Regions from separate parts of the Ovis aries genome. Here region 2 is linked to region 1. Evidence: chromatin contacts called from public Hi-C data. All regions are on one chromosome and are shown on one strand. Each heading gives the region's core, a stretch centred on a gene start, on an enhancer-like site or on the middle of the called end of the contact. The rest is flanking DNA. Distances are from core to core; before and after follow the strand shown.

Evidence for each region. A called contact is a pair of places that touch in the nucleus more often than the background predicts.
Region 2: a Hi-C map of tail adipose tissue shows a contact between it and region 1, with 2.8 times the contacts expected there. The contact joins the promoter of FGF7 here to the enhancer-like site in region 1. A contact is called at or near these places in 2 of 16 Hi-C or Micro-C datasets (both in tail adipose tissue).

What each region holds. Positions count from the first base shown.
Region 1 is chr7:58,358,548-58,365,760 of ARS-UI_Ramb_v3.0, forward strand. All of the region lies in intron 3 of ATP8B4 (ATPase phospholipid transporting 8B4 (putative)), which reads left to right. Among named protein-coding and RNA genes, the nearest start is that of ATP8B4, 72 kb to the left of the region's middle. Within about 2 kb of position 4,509, at least 4 of the 54 cell types and tissues checked have an H3K27ac peak or open chromatin away from gene starts, as enhancers often do. A contact at or near this core is called in tail adipose tissue, where this site is marked.
Region 2 is chr7:58,987,213-58,994,425 of ARS-UI_Ramb_v3.0, forward strand. It overlaps FGF7 (fibroblast growth factor 7), which reads right to left and starts at 2,768. Exons shown (of 5, transcript NM_001009235.2): 1 at 2,509-2,768; 2 at 2,495-2,506; 3 at 2,483-2,493. The coding sequence starts at 2,768. The region is part of intron 11 of FAM227B (family with sequence similarity 227 member B); the gene reads left to right.

The sequences.
Region 1 (7,213 bases), core at 3,259-5,758:
TGACCCCACCTTGCCTCCAGTGATGCATGGGTGGATCATTGACTACTAAATAAAGAAATGCCCACTGTAACTTGCCTTGGAGTATGGTTCCTGAAATTGCTTCAGTGAGAAGAAGCTCAGTTGCAAATCAGTTCAGTAGCTTAGTATATCTGTTCTGGTGAGTTTTGATTGGAGATTCTCATTTGAAACCACTGGGCATTTACTCTGTTCACATCTTGGCAACTCTTGGTCTACTCAGCACTCATTTGAGTTTTTAGTGAATCTTTGTCAGCTCCTACAGGGGACATCCGCCTGCTTTTATGTATGTCGTTAGAGAATTCCATTGCCAGTTCCTCAAAGGAAATTTAGGGTAGTCTTTATTTTAACTTAAGCCATCCTAAGCAAAACTTGTGAGTTTGATAAAAATTCATTAAAACTTTTGTGTATGATGTGATCACAGTACAAATCTTTTCTTTTTTGTGATCACATCATACACAGGTTTTAATGAATTGGCAAATAGATGGGGAGACAGTGCAAACAGTGGCTGACTTTATTTTTTGGGGCCCTAAAATCACTGCAGATGGTGATTGCAGCCATGAAATTAAAAGACGCTTACTCCTTGGAAGGAAAGTTATGACCAACCTAGACAGCATATTAGAAAGCAGAGACGTTACTTTGTCAACAAAGGTCCGTCTAGTTAAAGCTATGGTTTTTCCAGTGGTCATGTATGGATGTGAGAGTTGGACTATAAAGAAAGCTGAGCACCGAAGAATTGATGCTTTTGAACTGTGGTGTTGGAGAAGACTCTTGAGAGTCCCTTGGACTGCAAGGAGAGCCAACAGGTCCATCCTAAAGGAGATCAGTCCTGGGTGTTCATTGGAAGGACTGATGTTGAAGCTGAAACTCCAGTACTTTGTCCACCTGATGCAAAGAGCTGACTCATTTGAAAAGACCCTGATGCTGGGAAAGATTGACAGCAGAAGGAGAAGGGGACAGTAGAGAATGAGATGGTTGGATGGCATCACCAACTCAGTGGACATGGGTTTCGGTAGACTTCGGGAGTTGGTGATGGACAGGGAGGCCTGGTGTGCTGCGGTTCATGGGGTCACAAAGAGTCAGACACAACTGAGTGACTGAACTGAACTGAATTATGTTTTAATGATAGAAGATGCTTTTGAAGCCTCTCTCTTCCCCTATTCCATGTAGACAGATTTCCTTCCCTCTTTGCCAACTTTTCTTCTGTTATCTCTTCTCAACACCTTTATTCCCAAAGAAAAACCACTCAACAAACAAAAATCATAAAGCCAGGTAGTGTGGGTTTGTCTAAATTTAGGTTTATCAGCCTACCCTGAATGAGAATGGGCTAAAGACCAGGAAAACCCAGGAATCTTGGAGGAGGACACTTCTATGATCTGGCCTGAGGTCCTTGTTGCCCCAGCATCCTCCAGAACATAGGAACTCAGAGCTACACACATTTCTCATCTGATCCTAAGGGTTTCAGCTTCCCCAGAGCTGGTGTTATTTGTGCAGAACCCTAGTATAAGAGATAGTCTTAGGAAGGATCAGACTATTTGTAGTGTGTTATTATAACCCCTTGGCCCTTTGGGAAATTCTTTATGGGAGCCTTTCCTCATTAACTGGACTTTTCCACTGTGCCTTTGTTATTGTCATAAATGCCGAGGTCCTGCCTGAAGTTTGGCTTCGTTCCCAGACTAATTTTTAGTCTTAATAAACAAAGCAGTTTGTATGCACTAAGTTACCCAAAGATGCCCTTGTAGTTCAGCAAGCAAACTCCACATCACCTCAAAGAAATGCCCACTCTGGTTGTCCAAAGCCTCATAAGCCCTGGACTGAGATGAGCCAATGAGCCAAAGCTGGGCCCTGTTCCCAGCAGGTATCAGACCATCAAGGTGGAGGCACAGAAGAGCTTTGGAAAACCAGAACTAGGAGACAAACAAGTGCTTAGGGATGCCCTGTGAGAGTCCCACTGAAATACAACCTTTGATTCCTTTTTTCTTTTCTCTGCTTTTCTTTTGTTTTACCTCATATCTCTCTGAAGAAATCATACACTGAATCTCCCTCTTTATAATTTTAAGAGTCTTTTTAGTCCTTTTTCAGATATTGTAAAAGAAAAGTTAACATTTTATCTGGAATGGTTTAAAAGTCTTTTATGTTGTACATGTCTAAACACCCTGGAGACAAAAAAATTAGTGTGATTAAATTAATCTCAGAGGGAAATTTAATGTGTTCCCTTGGTAATTGTCCAATATTAGCTTTTTGTAGATAAGTTACTAATCAGAAGCCACTTACTAGCTCTAGAACAGTCCTTTGGATGCTGGAACGCTAAACCAAGGACTGAGAGTAGAAAACAGAGCAAGGTTTATGACACTGCCAGGCAGATTTGCTCTGAGGTGAGACTGAGGCCTTCCTGAAAGCTTGCTGCCACTGTATGTTTCTGAGACCTTAGATGGGAAATGATGCTCCCTAGACAAGCCCTGTGACGCTCTCCCTAGATTGAAAAGGCTGAGAGCGACTGTTCCAGCTGATTAAATTAGTGTGCGTTGTCCATTGTGCTTTAGTTTAGGGAGGCTCTTTCCTTCACCAGTTGCAGAATGTTCTATGAGGATCAATGAGTTCATTGATCAAGAGGGAATCTAAAGACTCCTTGTTTCTTACTCATTTCTCAGGAAACATATACCATTAGGGAGAATACATAACTCCATGAAACATAGCTTTTATGAGCAATGCTTGCAACTGCTGCAAGCCTCAGTTTCTTCATCTGTAAAATGGGCTGAAATTATAACAGTTCACTGGTTTTTTCTCTTTTAAAGATCACCTGAGATGATGTATGTACAGTGCTTGTCATATGTAACACCTGTTAGCTGGTGTTATTGGGAGACACAGAAACACCATCACAGACGGAGTCATGCATGTCCGTTTTGTGTCTAAGTCTTGATGACACATACTCAGTCTCTCAGTTGTACCCCACTCTTTGTGACCCCATAGAATGTAGCCCTCCAGGCTCCTTTGTCCATGGAATTTTCCAGGCAGGAATACTGGAGTGGGCTTCCATTTTCTTCTCCAAGGGATCTTCCCAATCCAGGGATCGAACCTACATCTCTTGAGTCTCCTGTGTTGGCAGGCAGATTCTTTACCACTAGTGCCACCTGGGAAGCCCTTGATGACACATGGGCCACACTCATTTCCTTTGACCATGACAGTGTTTTGTCTGGCAGTCTTCAAGCTTTTTGAATATGCGTCTTGTGAAAAGTAAACCTTCCCAATATTCTCATATATATATATATATATATATATATATATATATATATATAAAATTGTAATATTTGGGCATACCTGGTGGCTCAGATGGTAAAGAATCTGCCTGCAGAGCAGGAGACATGGGTTTAATCACTGGGTCAGGAAGATCCCCTGAAGGGCATTGCCATCCACTCCAGGATTCTTCCCTGGAAAATTCCACAGACTGAGGAGTCTTAAATATATATGTATTTATATAGATGTATTTATGTATATGTTTATATGAATATGTGTATTATTGTTGTTTAGTTGCTAAGTTGTGTCCAAATTTTTTGTGATCCTTTGAACTGTAGCCCGCCAGGCTCCTCCATCCATGGGATTCTCCAGGCAAGAATACTGGAGTGGGTTGCCATTTCCTTCTCCAGGGGATATTCCTGACCCAGGGATCAAACCCATGTCTCCTTCATGGACAGGTGGATTCTTTACCACTGAGCCACAAAGAAGTCCATTAATGTGTATACATATATAATAAAGACAGTCTGTACTTTGCACATTAGGAACCATTTTTTTTGGAAATCCTAACTTTTGAATATTTTGTTAAAATATATATGGGAGTGTGTGTGTGTATACACACACACACACATATATGTTTTATTTATTTATTTATTTTTTTTCTGCTATCCTGAAGGACTGTTTGGGGCATCCTTGGGGGACAGGTGCCCCAGCATTCTTATCAGATAGTGAAATCTTGAGGTTGCATTAACCTGGAAAGCCAAACAAGCAGCTTCTTAAGGAGACTCTAGTCAGGGAAGGTGCTCCTGCTCTGTTGCTCACTGTTCTCTTCATGGCACAGATCACTTACTTACTTTGTGTTATCAGTTTACAAGTTTATTGTCTGCCTCTCTCCCTACATCTAAAGTGCAAACTTCCTCTCAGAGGGTAGGGTCTTTGTTTATTCACATCGGTAGTCCTGGCTCCACGATCCAGTGCCTGACACATAGAAGGTCCTAAATTAAATGAAAAGATAAAGGTTCAGGGACGTGTCCCTTTGTTCTTTTCCTCCCACACATGTTTTTGTTCATGGTGGGGAGCCGAAGCTTAGGAGAATGTTCTGAAGCTGCTGATAGTGATGGTGTTGGTGCTGATGATAAGGATTTAGCGGTTCTCAGTAAAGCCTCATCTGTGTGTTGACCCTCCCTCTGTAGTTATCACTTCTCCATTCCTTCCAAATAGGAACACTTGTGGGCTCCTCACTGGGCAACTTTTGACTAATACTGAGGAGTTGTGGTTCTCCCTGGTACCAGTGAGGCACCAGACACCGGATCTCCACACCCGCTTGCCCCATACATGCATTCTTTTGGGATCTTTGCATAAACATGGGCGTTGCACATATTTCCGTGTGATGCAAATGCCTTTAGGCCACTTCCTTTTTAATGCAAGTAGTCTGTGGACACAGTCTCTTTTTGGTTTTCATTTTATGGTTTAAAGATAATCCCTCCCTTAGTCGGGGCTATTTCTCTCTCTGGAATCCAGGATGTACTATAACAACACTATATCTGCCTCCTCTTCTGGAAAGAAAAATAGGCTTTGCCCCTTCAAGATCTTGAGTTACTTTTTATAACTGTCATGGAATAAAAATGTTTCATCAAATTTGGGAAGATCTTTTGCTAGTGCTTAAACTTTGGTACTCATTGCGAAAGTTCCTGGGGTTTGGCCTGTGGGATTTACAGATGCAGGCAGTGTCCCCAGACAACCACCGAACGCGGTTAGGCTCAGCCTTCCATGACTCACCCTTCAAGGCAAATATAGAGATAAAAGTAAATTATTATATAAAAATGTAAACTGATCTTTTATATTATGTTATTAAGACTCTTACCTGGGATTTGATTGGTTGGGAGTAAAAGAAAAATCAACTCAAATTAACACAGACAATGTAAGACATGGACATATGATATAACTAAAGAGTTGAGAGGTAGGGTTCTTCTCAGAAGAGGCTTGGTTTGATTTCATTCTCAGTGTTTCTTGGCCCTGCATCTTCAGTGTAGAATTTATTCTTGGCAGCCGCCTCCATTCATGGTCCCAAGATGCTGTCAGTGACTCCTAAGGCTACTTTCTTCCAGGTTGGACTTCAGTAGGAGAGAAAATGCCTATATTGCCAGCAAATTCCCAAAACTGATATATTAGTAAGACTATAATCACATGATGTAGGTCATGTGCTGATCCTTGAATTCAAATTTGTAATTAGAAGAGTAGGCCATGTAATTGATTTAAACTAATCTGGCAACCCACTCCAGTATTCTTGCCTGGAGAATCCCAGGGACAGAGGAGCCTGGTGGGCTGCTGTCCATGGGGTTGTACTGAGTCGGACAGGACTAAAGCGACTTAGCAGCAGCAGCAGCAGCAGCAGAAGGCCTGACCTTGGAGTTATGGTTGGGAGTTGAGTCAATCTAGGTCACAGGACTAAGAAATTTGGGGCACTGTTAGCTGACGTGAAGGGGGAAATACTTGTTATACCTGGCATTGAAACAGGACTGGGTTGGGAACACTGAGGTTGGTTTTTTATTTTTTACTTTTTCTATCTGTTGTGTCTGGCACTCTTCAAATATTAGGGTTAGTTTCCATTTTTGGTTATGGTATCCATTACTGATGTCTGTTAGTGTTTCTGGCTTTCCGCCTTATGGACACATGGTTACTCTTTCTGGTCTATAAGCTGTGAGCATTTCAGTTGAAGCATTAACTTGTGGGTGTGATACTATTCAGAGTGTTCTCTTTGCCTCCATTAATGCAACTGGAAGTGTTTGAGATGGTGGTTGGTCCATTATAAGTAACTATGATGAGCAGATCTCCTTGCTGGCTCATGCTAGAGAATTATTATGAGTAAAAACAAACAAACCCTTATTATGTTAAACCATGAAAATTCTGAAATTGTTGGTTACTGTGGCATACCTGGTTTATCCTGTCTAGGACACTGGATTTCCTAAACCCATTTGGGTTATTTGAGGGGCTGCTCACAAATATCTTGTATATGTATAATTTTTTTTCCAACTTAACAAAATTGCTTTCATGCCTATGATACCATCTTATCTGCACAGCGATTGTGTAAATGTAATGAGAAATATTACTCCATTTTGCCAGTGGAAGAATTGAGGCAAACTCCTGAAATGCTCTGTCTACTAGTTTAGCAGTATCTACTACTTTCTATTTGCTTTGTTTTCTTAATCAATATGATTGCAAGATAAAATCAGATTATAAAAAATTATGCTTTTCATTTTATGAATATTTTATTTGATGGCCCCCTCTTGAAGAATTTGTCATTTTCTTACTTTATTCTTCCCCTCCACCAAGTAGTCAGTGTTGTAAATGTTAAAGACTTTTGCTGTTTCTGTTGGAGAGCTAAACTAAGGGAGTGGTTAGCTGAACTATTTGCCTACATTGAGCTTTGAGGGGGACTGAAAGGAGTTCAAGGAAGCTGTGGTTATACACTAGACAGTAGGTAACTGGGGCTCCTACTGAGGAGGTTGACTCAAGAGGAAAGGGTAGGCGTATAGTATTTCTTCTGGTCAGAAAATGGCAGCAGGCCAGAAGTAGAGTACAGGAGAAAGCAAGGGCTGATTGCTCTGAAAGCAGAAGAGACATCTACTTTGCAGTGAATTGGGGAAGCTCAGATGGTAAAGCGTCTGCCTACAATGTGGGAGACCCGGGTTGCATCCCTGGGTCGGGAAGATCTCCTGGAGAAGGAAATGGCAACCCACTCCAGTATTCTTGCCTGGAAAATCCCATGGACAGAGGAGCCTGGTAGGTTACACAGTCCATGGGGTCACAAAGAGTCGAACATGACTGAGCAACTTCACTTCATTTAGTGGTAAAGAGAATGGGCTTTGAAAACAGAGAGACTTGATTCAAATCCTGGTTCCACTACTTAAAAACTGCAGTCTTGTGTAAACTACTTAATATTGCTGTATTAATATCTTGGATTTCC
Region 2 (7,213 bases), core at 1,518-4,017, 630 kb after region 1:
TTTGGAGCCTACTGAAAGGATACAGATGTAAGCTTCCCTTTCTAGGAGAATTTACCTGGAAGTATATACTATATATAGTATATACTATCAAGAAAGTATATACAGCCTATGAAAAAGCTTTTAGAAATAAGATTATTTACATAATACATATTATTTCTTTTACTACATTGGTATTGTGACTTTCTTTCCTTCTTTCTTCTTTACTCCTCACTTTCTTTGTTTCTTTATTTTTTACCTTAGAATTAGTGTTAGAAGTGAAATTATGTAGCATACTGGCTTTATGGTTCCTCAAGGTCAGTGCTAAACTGTGTTTCAAACTATGGGAAACTTTAGCACTTTGTGTATGTTTTAAAATACCTGAGTTTCATAGTTTCAAGAAATTTTAATACAAAATAAGACACATATATCTGAATGCATTCTTATTGTAGGTATTCCAATTTTAGATATTCTAATTGATCCCAAATAATTATGAATACTGTTCACGTTCACTGAATTTTGCATCTAATTTTTCACTTTTTCATTACTTGGTAAAAGCAGTCAAAAGGAATGAGCATATGGAAGAATTCTGCAGTGTTTAGGCTCAGTAACTTTACTACTACAATTTGAAATTAGTTCTGACAGCTCAACTTATCATTAAGATGATATTCACTTTCATCTCATTCAATAGGTATGGTAATTATATGACAATTTAGATTGTTCACATTTATGTTATATATTCCAAAGTTTAGAATAAAATAGACTGTAAGAACTAAAATGTATATTGGATCATCTGTACATATCCCACATCTTACAGATTGAAAAATGAGAATTGGAAAAAGTAAGGAGTTGTACCAGAGTCAGTCACAGGCAGGGATTGGATCTATCTGTCATAACTTCCACCTGGGCTCTGTTTTCTCCACCAAGTTCTGTTATCCATTATAAATCTCAGTAACTTTTAAATGGGCTTCCCTCATGGCTCAGATGGTAAAGAATCCTCCTGCAGTGCAGGAGACCTGGGTTCGATCTCTGGGTTGGGAAGATCCCCTGGAGAAGGGAATGGCTACCCATTCCAGTATCTTTCCTGGAGAATTTCATGGACAGAGGAGCCTGGCAGGCCACAGTCCATGGGGTCATTTATTGATATGAGCCAGATTCTTTTGCTCACATAGAAATAGCTATCCACAAAACTTTCCTCCAAATAGTTATTTCCTTAGCTAAACTTCAGTATAATCAGGACAATATTCTAGAACTAACATGATAACATTATTAATAGAGGTAATAATAACCATACTGTTAGCAATCCATTAAAATGGCCTTAACATTCTATATCAATTATAGTTTAAAAACTAGTTTCTCTCATTTTCATATTGGAAACATAATTCTCCATATTCCCATATTGGTTTATTATTAATAGTTTAGAAGCCTAAAAAACATTTATTAAATAAGCAGCAAAGTTTTAAATGTTCACTTGTAAGCCTGGCACTATGCTAAGCAAATGTTTACAGTATCACCCCCATGCATTCTTTTTCAATTAAATTTAACATATGTAACATTATAAAATGATATGTTATAACATTGTTCAAGTGCTGGTAATGCAAACAAAATTTCTTTTCACTCAGGGATTTTAAATTCTTAGTGTACATGTTCAGGTATATATTTTACTCCATAAAATTTAGTACTTTTGAAATTGGTTATTAATCATAACTGCTAAATGATCAATCCAAACCTGATACATCAACATAAAAAGAATAACTGATTTTGAAGAAAATATAATTATCTACATTTGAATCATGAAATTAATGTCTCTTCCAACTCACTTTTATTTCCTCCTTCACATTTATATTTCCCTTAAGGTAACATAGAACTTTTATGGCATAGGATATGAAGATTAAAAAAATGTTAGGAGGAGCCTGTTTTTGTGCCTAGGTAAATAATTAAGCAATCAAATACAAGTTCCTATGACATGAACAGATGAGGAGACCACAGATTCCTATCTGTTTTATAGTTATATACAATTGCACAAGTAATTTAGCACAATTCAGTATTTGACACCATGGAAATATTTCTTCAAGAGAAATCAAATTATTTTTTGAAAAAAATCTTTATTTCCTCAAACTAATGATAATGCATTTTTGGTGAGCATTCACTGAGTATTTTAGTAGAGTTCCTAGTGAGCTTTGCTAGAAGACAATAAATCACATTTCAGTATAAGTAGTAATATTTATTTTTTGCTTAACATATGAGTATTTGAGCTTAGGACATGGAGAATATATTTTCAAATTGCCTTGGTTTATCAGCTCCAACTGTAATATTATTATATTTGCCCTACTCCAGGAGATATTTTTAGGAACATAGTTTATCCCAATTAAAACCCAATAGAAAATTACATTTAATTGTTTTCCCAAAAAAAGGGAAATTGAGAAAGCATGTCACTTGAAAATTGATCTTTTCACAGATTGTTAAGGCTCATAAGCTTTTCTGTAAATAAGAAAACATTACTTACTGTAATTATTCTTCATCTCTTGAGTCCCTTTGACTTTGCCTCGTTTATCAATCCTCAGATACCACTGTGTTCGACAGAAGAGTCTTCTCACTCTTATATCTCCTCCTTCCATGTAATCATAACTTCTTGTATGTCGCTCGGGGCTGGAACAGTTCACATTTGTAGCCATTTGCTCTGGAGTCATGTCATTGCAAGCTAAAGATATAGTGCCCACTAGACAGATAATGTGGAAGCATGATCTGTAGAGCAAACTTGGCAGGATCCATGTCAGTATCCATTTGCGCATTATAGTATAGTGCTCCGGGTGTTCATGAATAACATAATGAAAATTAAATCTTGAGTTGATTGTTGCTCCTAGGTCATTGACCTCTTCCTATCTGTGAACTGTTTAAGGAAGAGCAGTTGCACTCTCCAAATTGTTAGCCTTATCCTTTTAGTTCCTGATAGCAGTATAGGAGTCCTCCTTAAATAACTCTCTGTTGGTATATCCTTATAAAAGCAGGTTGTAATAAACTCAGTTGCTGAGATGCTGTTTGCTACTTGACTTCTGTTTGCAATGAGAGATTAAGAATGGAGAGGGAGGAGAGAGAGGAAGATGAAAAGTGTATAAATTTCAGTGGGCAAATACTATTACAACATACTGTGTAATTCTTACTGTGAAGGTACATTTAAAACAGTTTTCACAGAGGATGTCAGGGTCCTTACCACTCTATTTGTAGACTTATAAAAATTCTATATTAGTAGAGATTAATCTGAACATGATTGTACCATTCATTCCAGTCCTTATTTGATAAGAAACATCTGGCAATTTAGAGCTGTTGATTTAAATTCAGTTCTAAAGTTCCTATTAACAAAATATAAATGCTTTTTCCTAGATGTCTTTATTCTTTTACGGTTGTGGTTTGACAGTCATTTTCTTCTGAACTGCCCACAGTTCTCAAGTTAAACATCAGAATTGCTCTGGAGAATTGCAACCTTATCTTTATGCAAGCTCTATAACGTAATTACTGTAGATAATCACACGGCTCAAAAGTCTAGTAACTTTACTTTTCCCCTCAGTACTAAAACCAGAGAAATAGATAAACTACTAACAAACATTTAGCATTATTTTTAAAGACAAGTAACAGTCACTTACTTGTTCTGTTGATAACAGCTGGATACACAAGAATTCCATGTCTGTTGTCTGCCCTGTGCAACTTGAGCCTCTCTACTGTAGCTACAAACTATTTCTCAGCTGAGAAATTCTCCAGCGGAATCATAATTGTTTCCATAAATCAACAGCAGGCAAGAGGATTTTCTCTGTGTGTGTGAGCGCGTGTGAGCTTGTGTGTGTGTGTGTGGAGCCTTTTATTCGGAGCTTTTCGATAAATACCTTTGCTGACCTCATTGGAAGCAATTAAAACTTAACCAGTAAGCTGTTGAATACAACAGTGAGAATAAAAGAGGCTTGTATAGTATTCATTCAGTGGTCATGAGAGGGAGCTATGAACATGGTTTATGCTCAGATCTACAAATGGGTACCTACTTTGTAGAAACAAATCTCTGACTCTGAAGCAGTTAGAAGGGGAAACAGAATTTTTTAGGTTGTCTCATAGCAGTTGAAATAAGTTGAAAAATATTGCTTTGACCATATATGTAAAGGGATCTTTTAACAGGAAATCTTTTACATAGATTTATGAAGCGTACATTGCTACTATTATTCCTTTGTGTTCAGAATGTTAGAATAAAACTCCTAATATGTATTAAGTCACACCTTAGTTTCTTCAAGAAGTATATAGCTGAGTTAAGGGGATATCTCTTCATAAAGAGATATTTCAGCATTGCTTATAACTTTATGTCTTATGTTGCTAGACTGAAAGTAAGAATAACAATATTCTTGCTTGAGTTGAGCCACTAATTACCAGTATGACCTTGGACAAGTCACCTGATGTTTCTGAATCTCAGGTACTATACTTGTAAAATTAGTCTAGGTGATTCTGTGGTGCCTTGTAGTTTTAAAATTCTGTAATCTGTTACTTACCCTACTAAGATCAGGAAGAGGATACATACTTTTAAAATTATTATTCTTAAAAATTAAAAATACAGAAAAATTTATATGGTTTTATATTGGTTATCAATGGTTGACTCTTGTCCTCAGTAAGAACACTGATGCAATAAATATATGTTCATTTAAAGATGGAATTTTAAGAGGTATAGCTCATGTAAAAAAAAAGAATGCTATTTTACTTTCCACCATGAGTTATTCTCCCCTTTTTTAACATGTATATATTAGTTTCCTGTTCTAGCATGTATTTTTTAGTATACTAGAGTTTCATTAGGTATTTGTTGCAAAATAATTGCATTGTTAATCTAAAGCAATATTTACATATTAACATTCTATTTCCCATGTTAATACTCTCAGTGTGTGCATGCACACACACACACACACACACACACACACACACACACACTCCACTTGAAATGCACTACTTTACCACCAGGTGGTGCACGTAAACCAAATAGGAAAAGAAAATCAAGTATTTCATACATTCAATTGTATCATAAATTATAATTTCCCTTTGTGTCTATGCTTTGGGGGAACAGAATCAAGAGCACAGCATAGTTTAAATTTACTCAATTACTCTTTAGGCACCAAATATGACTTTTCTAAGTTTATTAGAGCAGAAGGGGATGACCCTTCTATAATTGCCTCTGTTGAAAGCTAGATGACTACAAAATACTCCATCATGTATTTCTCTAAAAGGAGGAAGAGACAAAAAAGAAAATATGATGCTACTATGTTATAAATCATATCTCCATTAGTTTTGTAGGCAACAATAATGAACAGGGTTAGAACTCCTAGGACTCAGATATTCCTTCTAAAGAAATGAAAATTATTAACAGCTAATTTACATGTAGATATTCAAGAGCTACTAAATTCATCTGTTCCACATTGACCCTACAGATTTTATACTAAGAAATCATGGAATCAGAAAATTTGCTAATTAAGTGCTCAAGAATTAAATTCAAAAATGATGAAGAGTACTTAGTGCCTCACTTGTTGTATAAGGTTAATTATAAAATTAAAATTAGAAACAAAGTAAATATGAAATTGTAATCTGTTTACTCTAAGTTTATTATTGTTGTTGAGTCGCTGTCATGTCTGACTCTTTCTGACCCATGGACTGTAGCACGCCAGGCTTCCCTGTCCTTCACTATCTGAGTCTGTTCAAACTCATGTCCATTGAGTCAGTGATGCCATCTAACCATCTCATTCTCTGTTTCCCTCTTCTCCTTCTGCCTTTAATCTCCCAGCATCATGGTCTTTTACAGTGAGTCAGCTCTTCCCATCAGGTGACCCAAGTATTAGGGTTTCAGCTTCAGCATCAGTCCTTCCAATGAATATTCAAGGTTGATTTCCTTTAGGATGGACTGGTTGGATCTCCTTGCAGTCCAAGGGAATCTCAAGAATCTTTTCCAGCACCACAGTTCAAAAGCATCAATTATTTGACTTTCAGCTTTCTTTTTGTCCAAATCTCTCATCTGTACATGTCTACTGGAAAAATCATAAAAACTTTGACTATACAGACCTTTGTTGGAAAGTGATGTCTCTACTTTTTAATACACTGTCTAGGTTTGCCATAGCTTTCCTTCCAAGGAGTAAGCGTCCTTTTAATTTCATGGCTACAGTCACCATCCGCAATGATTTTGGAGCCCAAGAAAAGAATATCTGTTACTACTTCTACTTTTTCCCCATCTTTTTGCCATGAAGGGATAGGACTAGATGCCATGATCTTCGTTTTTTGAATGTTGAGTTTTAAACCAGCTTTTTCACTCTCCTCTTTCATCCTCTTTAGTTCCTCTTCACTTTCTGCCAGAAGAATGGCATCATCTGCATATCTGAGGTTGTGATATTTTTCCCAGCAATCTTGAGTTCATTAGATGCCATTGTACATTGTGATTTGAAAATATGAGAGCAGTAATATTAGTGAATGGATTAAATCTTAACAAGGGGATAGGTATCCTTTGATTATCAGTTTACATAATGCTTGCGTGCATGCTGTCGGCCTACAACCACCACAGCCATAATGAAGAGCCTTACTTATCTCTTATTATATTTCAAAAGGAATTATCCAGAAACAAAACTAACTTAGGTATCTCTAGATGGGGTAAACCTTCTGGTTTTTTTAAATTTCATACTAGTAATAACATTAACAAGTATTTATTGTTCTTGTTTTAATGTACACATAATGACAGGCTAAGCACATAAAATACTTTACAGAAATGCTCTTTTGTTTTTTCCAATTTGAGTTAACTTCATTTTTAATTGGAAACATCTCTCTCTCTTGAGCTTTAAACTTGTAAAGCAAAGGATTAAATTTGTAAAACAAAGAATTCTTGCATCTATTTCTAAAAGTTCACTTTTTAAAAAACTGTTCTTAGTAAGTAGAGATTAGTACCTGGGATTCTTCAAAAAAGAAACAGTGCTAATACTTGCCTACTTTGATTTGGTGATAGACTATATGAAAAGAATACAAATAATCTATTTCAGTAAATATCATAAAAACATAGGTAGTTGTTAAAGTAATGATTAACCTTCTAGTTTTGCTTAGGCAACTTCCATTATGTCCTTATTTCAAAAAGAGGTAAATGATAGAAAATATTTTTGTTTAATGAATTTTGCATTCTAGTCAGTAATTTTAAAACTATGTCACATTCATAAGTATGTATAATATAATTAATAGGAGGGAA